Linked DNA regions of Cricetulus griseus: region 2 is linked to region 1. A link is a contact called in public Hi-C data. All regions are on one chromosome and are shown on one strand. Each heading gives the region's core, a stretch centred on a gene start, on an enhancer-like site or on the middle of the called end of the contact. The rest is flanking DNA. Distances are from core to core; before and after follow the strand shown.

Region 1 (3,528 bases), core at 636-3,135:
CCCACACCTTACACTCAACTCTCGTTCAAAAGCCCCTTTTCATGTCTAACTATCTCCTGCTATGCAGGGTAGTGCCAGACAATAGGAAAGTGGCAACTTGGAATTGGCAACCATGGCAGAGAGCATTTGGTGTCTTGATACATGATGTCCTCTGACTGGAAAAGTGACACATGTTCCCAGTACTCCAAAAATAAGTTCTCTGAAACTAGCACCACAAAAAGGAACTAAAGAAGAATGTACATGTCAGCTCTCCCAGTACAGTCAACTGGTTACCTAGAACTGGCTTGGGGCTGTGCATCTGGGCTGTAACCAGAGGTGTGCTTAAAGCACTGCTGCTGTTGGTTAGAACTGTGAAGGGAAGCAGGAACAAAACCCAGGTCACTTGTGTAGCATGAAAAATAAAAGACCCAGAAACAGATATTAGGGTTCAAGCTTCAAGCTGAAGATCAGAGAAGCAAAGCAGCCAGCCACTAGCTCTTACCTCTACCTATGATCAGACCAAAGGGGCGAACCTCAGACTGCTGCCGACTTCACTGCTCCTCAGATTCACTCAGACTGCTATGCTCTCCTCAACATGGCTAGAGATTGATTGCTTTCCTATCCTCAATGTGGCTGGAGAATGAATGCCTCTTGGAGACCCCGTTCCTGTCTTAAATACCTCTCATGCAGGAGTCCTGGGATTAAAGGTGTGTGATCCCAAGTGCTGAGATCATCTTTGTGAGAGCTGTTTCTTTTTAGAACTGGATATATTTCTTTCTTTTTTTTTTTTCTTTTTTTTTTTTTTTTTTTGGTTTTTCAAGACAGGGGTTTCTCTGTGGCTTTGGAGGCCATCCTGGAACTAGCTCTTGTAGACCAGGCTGGTCTCGAACTCACATAGATGTGCCTGCCTCTGCCTCCCCGAGTGCTGGGATTAAAGGCGTGCGCCACCACTGCCTGGCTCTGGATATATTTCTTGTAGCTCAGTGTGGCCTTGAATTAATAGAGACCCATATACCTCTACCTCTCAAGTGGTGAAATTAAAGGTGTGTACCACCACCCCCTGGCTTCTATAGCTAACTAGTGTGGTTGGCTTTGCTTTCTGTATCCTCAGGCAAGCTTTAATAAATCATAAATAATGTATCACCACACACTTGGATGGTTTCTTCTTTTTTAATTCTCTCTAGACCATGTGCTCAATTCTCCCCGAGTCCTCCTGTCTTTCTCTCCCTTGTGGGCCTTCAAGTATAGCAAGTGACTCATACACCAATGATTCATGTTCAATGAATTAAAAAAATAATTTTTTTGGTTTCTCTTTCCCCTACTCTTCTTGTCCCCTCTTCCTCCCCCCCCTCCTCTTTCCCTCCCTCCTCCTCTTCCCTTCCCTCCTTCCCCCTTTTCCCTCCTCCCCCTTCTTTAGTAAACCTCACACCCCACTTCTTGGCTGTCAGGCACCACCTTCCCCATCCTGGTACCCCATAGCCTCCAATAGGCTTGTGAGGCCAGGCTGAGGGGCAATGGGAAGGGGACACAGGGATACACTGGGGATCCCTCCTCACCTGAGAACGGACCTCGAGTCCATCTGCAGCTGCTTTCTGCCCCTATCCAAGCACAGTGCAGGCGACCAGCTGCCAGCTAGACTTCTACTCCAACTCTGGATTTCTTCTGGGCCTAGAATCCAGCACTTGGTGTCAAGTCAGGAAGCTGGAATCTATTTCCTCGGTGACACAAAGCCCTCTGTGTCCTTGCTGGCTGGCCTTACCTAGACAGTTCTCTAGAGCCATTAACTAGCACCCCTGAGGTGGAGGACTGGTTATGGGTTAAAGCTTAACAGACCGATTGTGATCAGTGCTACTGTGAGTCAGTCTGGACTTGCTGGATACTTCCCATGGGGAAGAAGGGGGTGGGTGTCACTCCATGGCTCAGTTTCAGTGGTATCTTGGCACTAACAGCCAGCTGTGTGGAAATAAAGGGCTCTGAAGTGTACATTTGCCGACTGTCACAGAATGAACACTTTCACCAAAGCCAATACTGAGCTATCTACAAGTTAATGCGTGAGTTGGGAAGAGATGCACAGTAGCCTATAGTTACATAGCAGTCCCTGTACACAGACAATGTATGTGTACAGTGTACATACGTGTGTACAATGGGCAGCATCGGCAATAAGAAACCACACTTAATAAGAAGTGGTGTGCCTTGGCTGCTTATTTATTACCCTTCTTTTTAGCATAACTCATTTGATTTGTAAATTTGTATGATTTAACTTGTAACAATGGCTATGCTATCAGCCAGCTTACAGACTCCTGAGTCCTTAGCACTGGGTCCTTTCTGGATCTGGATCATTTCCAGCACAACAGCTGGGCCTCTTTCTCAGCCCCATGTTCCTAGAATGAAGCTTCACTTCATTCATGGATTTCAGGACTCCTGCAAGGGAGCGATGTGACCACTGCGTCCTCTTTGGCAAGTTGGATAGCTAAGTTTCAGTCCTTATTCTGTTTGGCTTCCCCGAGGACAGGGCTGCCCACCCCCCCATACTCTATAACTCTACTGTTTTGTTTTGTCTTTGCCAATTTTTCAAAGCTCTCAAAGACTCCTGCTCATCTTTTGGCCCCTTACCCAAGGGGTTTCTCAGGACATGGTCATGATTCCTTGTGGCTTCCCATCCTCCTTCTCTGAAGGACAATGTGTCATGAATCCATACCTCCAGGGCTGATCTCACCTTGGAATTCCAGCTGTGGGCACGCAGCTTCCCGATGCATAGCAACCCCTCCCAGCTCATTCTTTATCATTTCCCCATCAACGCCTATGCTGGCTGCAGCCCATAAATGCTCAGCATCTATGTGCCAACAGCGCAACACACTAATAAGATGGAGATTCCCCCATGAAGCTCATTGAAGGCAAATGATATCACCATCTGCCTGGTGACAGTGACCAGAATCCTTGAGTCATCCCTGGTGCATGCCTCTACTATTCATTGATGACCACTTAGTCAATAAGTCTGATCTGTTCTGCACCTCAAGTATTGTGGATGCTTCCTGACTCCAGAGGCTTCTAGTCTGCTGCTTATCTCCTGGGTCATCGGGAAGTTAGGCTGCTGCATCAGAAGCCCCCCAGTGATCTCTCTATCGCAGACTTCAGAGTTTGAATCCGGTCTCCACACCGCTGGACACGGCTTCTGAAGTCACACTTCTGATGTTGCCATTTCCCTCTCAGCTTTCCAGATAATGTCTGTGCTTCTTGGCATGTGACCTGGCACCCATGTGCTTCTTAAAGACCTTCTTGTCACCAGTGCTCCTCAGACCCATGTGTAGCGGTCTAGCCTGTGAACCTGTAACAGTGGCCACACCCCTTTGAGTGTGACTTCAGGCAGATGGAAGCAGAAAGAGGGAAGCTTGAGGCATTGGCTTCTTTTGCTTGCAATCTTTCTCTTGGGTCACCTAAGAAGCGCTCTCATGGTTCTTTATTATTATCTGTGTAAGTGTTCCCCAATAAATGCCCATTTATCATTTATCTTGGGTCTAGTGAAATCCCTACACTCATGCCTTCAGCCAT
Region 2 (3,278 bases), core at 620-3,119, 75 kb before region 1:
AGATGCATGTCAAACACAAAACCTCAACAACCTTTAGCTTGCCTGTAAACACAATGGGGTGAACCTGGCAGTGGCTGTGGCTGATCAGGAAGAAAGGGAGACAGTCTAAGAGGATGGTCTTCTCAGGAACCCCGATAGCCACACACCCTGCACACACTGCACTTAGAAATTAGTCCTAGGATACAGCTCCAACAGACATGTTTCACAAAGAAAAGGCCATGCGTTTTGCTGGACAGTCGCAAGTAGACGCAGGTGTTTATAACAGGTACACCTGGGAACGGCAGTATTGCTCACAGGCATGCACGCCATTCCAGGTTCACACATAAGAAAACTCCTGTGGTCAAACACTCAGTCCAGGAGCTGGCCCCAGGATGACTTTTGATAACATGGTGTTTCTAACAATTTAACTTGGAAATCTGAGACTCATACATAACAGACACTGACTCTCGACCATACTTCCCACTGGCTCAAGAGTTAGACAGGGCTGCGTATACTAGCCAAGTTACCTAAACAGCTATGATTTCCAAACTTCCAAAGTGGGTAACTCTCACAAGCATGAGGGTCAGAGTTTGGCTCCCCAGCACACATGTAATGCCTGCCAATTCTGACCTGCTTTTAATTATTGCCTTTGGATGGCAGAGACAGGATCTCGGAGCAAGTGAAGTAGCCGGACTAGCCCAATCAGCAGGCTCTGGGCTCAGCTGAGACCCTGCCTTAACTACAGTGAATAGCAACTGAGGAAGACGTCTGATGTCAGCCATAGGTCTCTACATATATATGCATGCATACATAGGCATGCTCACTGGCACCCATGTGCCCAAGTGTGCAAACATGCATGCACACCCCTCACACAGAAGCATGCGTGCATGCATGCAGAAATGAATGAATGAATGAATGAATGGAAAAAGCAGACTAAAGGGAGTTGTCTGTGGTGTGAGGAAGGCTGTGCTTTCAGCTTATTCTACAGGTGGGTCCTTGAGACAGCAATGAAAAATTGTGTTCCCTGAGGCAATGTCAGGCATGTTTCACCAGAGAGAACTATGGTTATAAAAGTGTGTGTGTGTGTGTGTGTGTGTGTGTGTGTGTGTGTGTGTGTGTGCTGCTAGGATCAAAGCCAGGGCACTGCACATGTTAGGAAAGCACTCTGCCATGAACTTATGTCCTTAATGCAGTGTCTTCGTTGTTGCTTGGGACAGGGTCTCTTCCTGTAGCCCAGGGTGGCCCACAAGTGACTGTGGCAGTCTTCCTACTTCAGCCACCATGCCCAGGTTCTGACCAATTTCCAGCTCTAAGTATATGTTTCATGCATTATCTCCCTCCGGCAGTCCATCTAAAACTTGGGGTCACATGTGCCTAGGTCACAGTGTTTGCTTTAGAAGTACCCAGCTATGATGAAAAGGAAACTGGGGTTTCCTATATAGCTAGTGAAACAAGACAGTGCAGTTGCCTTCACTTAAACAGTCTTCATCAAACACCCACCACACAGCAAGAGCCAGCCTTTGGCTGGCCACCGTTTTCCTTTCGCTTCAATCCTAACTATTTTAACAGAGATGAAAGAGTCACAAGCAGTGACTCAAGATGGGGGACCCACTATCTTGAAATACATAAAAAAATAAGACAAACTACCAGGTGAACACGTCATAAACTGGGTGTTTAACAATGCTACAGAATTTAATGGTGCTTAGTGCTGTTGAATGGAAAATTGTTTCAAATTTTTCTGCACACTTGAAATTTTTCCTAAAAAATACTGGAAATGGCAGTGTAGTTTGCCAGTCAGGAAATCCATCAGTCGTTCCCTGGGAGCAAAGAACGGGCTGAGAGACAGGCAGTGGGACAAACACGGCCAGTCTCCTCAGACCAGGACAAAGGACAAAGGAACCACGTGGAGGTACTCTCCTCACACAGCTGCAAAGTAGATACAATTCTGCTTGTCATGTTGTAGGACAGTTTTTGAAAACATGTCACATCACCCTCAATCCTCCGCAATGGGGCAGGAGGAGATAAATGTGAGGGTGCCCTGCGGAAGGAAGTGAGCTTCCTCTCGAGGGGGGCCCAGTGTGCTGGCCAAGCTCTGGGCTGGAGCGCAGCCTGCTGCTTTGTTGCTGCTCCTTGAGATGCTTGCTGCATTTTTCCAGTTCTTCTAAATCCAGTGAGTCCCCAGATAGAGATGCGGAGGCTCCTTGTTCACTAGGTATGATATGGTGAACCAGAGTGTGAAACAGTGAAACAGAGGTGGACACCTCTTCATACTTTAGATGTTAGTGGACATGTCACACCAGGATGGTTAGAATGTTTTTGCCCCTCTAAAACTCACACTGGAACTTAATCCCCATGTCAACAGTGTTGGGAGCAGACCTTAAGGGAGGTACTGTTGGCTCTCAGAGTGTAATGCCACAAAACAGGCCTGTGAGAGGGGTCTCTCTCTCTCCAGCTGTTCTGCCAATGTGAGCAACCAATGCTCTCCCCCCAGGACAAAGTATTCATGGTGCCACTTGGGATGCAGAGTAGGCCCTAACATAGTCTGGAACTTTGACTTCCCAGCTTCCATAATGCTGGGAGAACAGATCCCATTCTTTGTAAGTTACCTGCCTGCCCTCCAGAGTTCTGCAATGGCGGCACAATGGACTAAGACCCACAGGAAAAGTGACAAATGGTGTAAACACGTTTAAAACATGCTTTAAAAACTAGAGATGTTTCTTAGGAAACAGGATGGAGAATAATTTAGGAGAACAAAAAGATCTAAAGCACATTTTAAACAAGCATAAACTGTCAGAAGACAAATTGCCCATTAAGCATCTGCAAAGCAGGGAACCCTCATCACTGAAGACCCCTGGGCAGCCTCATCATCTGCTCCTCTTCTCTTTCCTCTACTAGTACTTGGCTCCTGCCTGTTTCCACACTTTCTCTCCTTGTCACCTGCGCTTTTCCTCCTATCCATCAAGGACAAGATCTCTAATACACGAGATTTGGAAAGAAGCAGACTTTTGAGGGGTGGGCTCTGACAGGAGTCTTAGGGTCACTGGGAATGCACCTCTGAAAGACCCTGGGACTCTGGCCTCATTCTTGGCTCTTCTGTTTGCAGACCATGAGGTGATTCCATCTCGCCACACAGTCTGACCACACAGTGCTGCCTTGCCACACGCCTAAAAGGACAGAACCAATCAGTCACGGTCCAGGACCTCCAAATTCATGAACCAAGATAAGACTTTTCTAGGTCAATTACTTCAGGTATTTATTATAGAGATAGCAGTTGTGGTGGTTTGAATGAGAACAGCCCC

What was found. A called contact is a pair of places that touch in the nucleus more often than the background predicts.
Region 2: a Hi-C map of liver shows a contact between it and region 1, with 2.5 times the contacts expected there. The contact joins two enhancer-like sites. A contact is called at or near these places in 3 of 8 Hi-C or Micro-C datasets (the CHO-K1 cell line and liver).

The regions. Positions count from the first base shown.
Region 1 is chr2:286,928,173-286,931,700 of CriGri-PICRH-1.0, reverse strand. No RefSeq gene overlaps it. Among named protein-coding and RNA genes, the nearest start is that of Snx9, 40 kb to the left of the region's middle. Within about 2 kb of position 1,885, at least 3 of the 6 cell types and tissues checked have open chromatin away from gene starts, as enhancers often do.
Region 2 is chr2:287,003,167-287,006,444 of CriGri-PICRH-1.0, reverse strand. The region is part of intron 1 of Snx9 (sorting nexin-9); the gene reads right to left. Among named protein-coding and RNA genes, the nearest start is that of Snx9, 34 kb to the right of the region's middle. Within about 2 kb of position 1,869, at least 1 of the 6 cell types and tissues checked has open chromatin away from gene starts, as enhancers often do.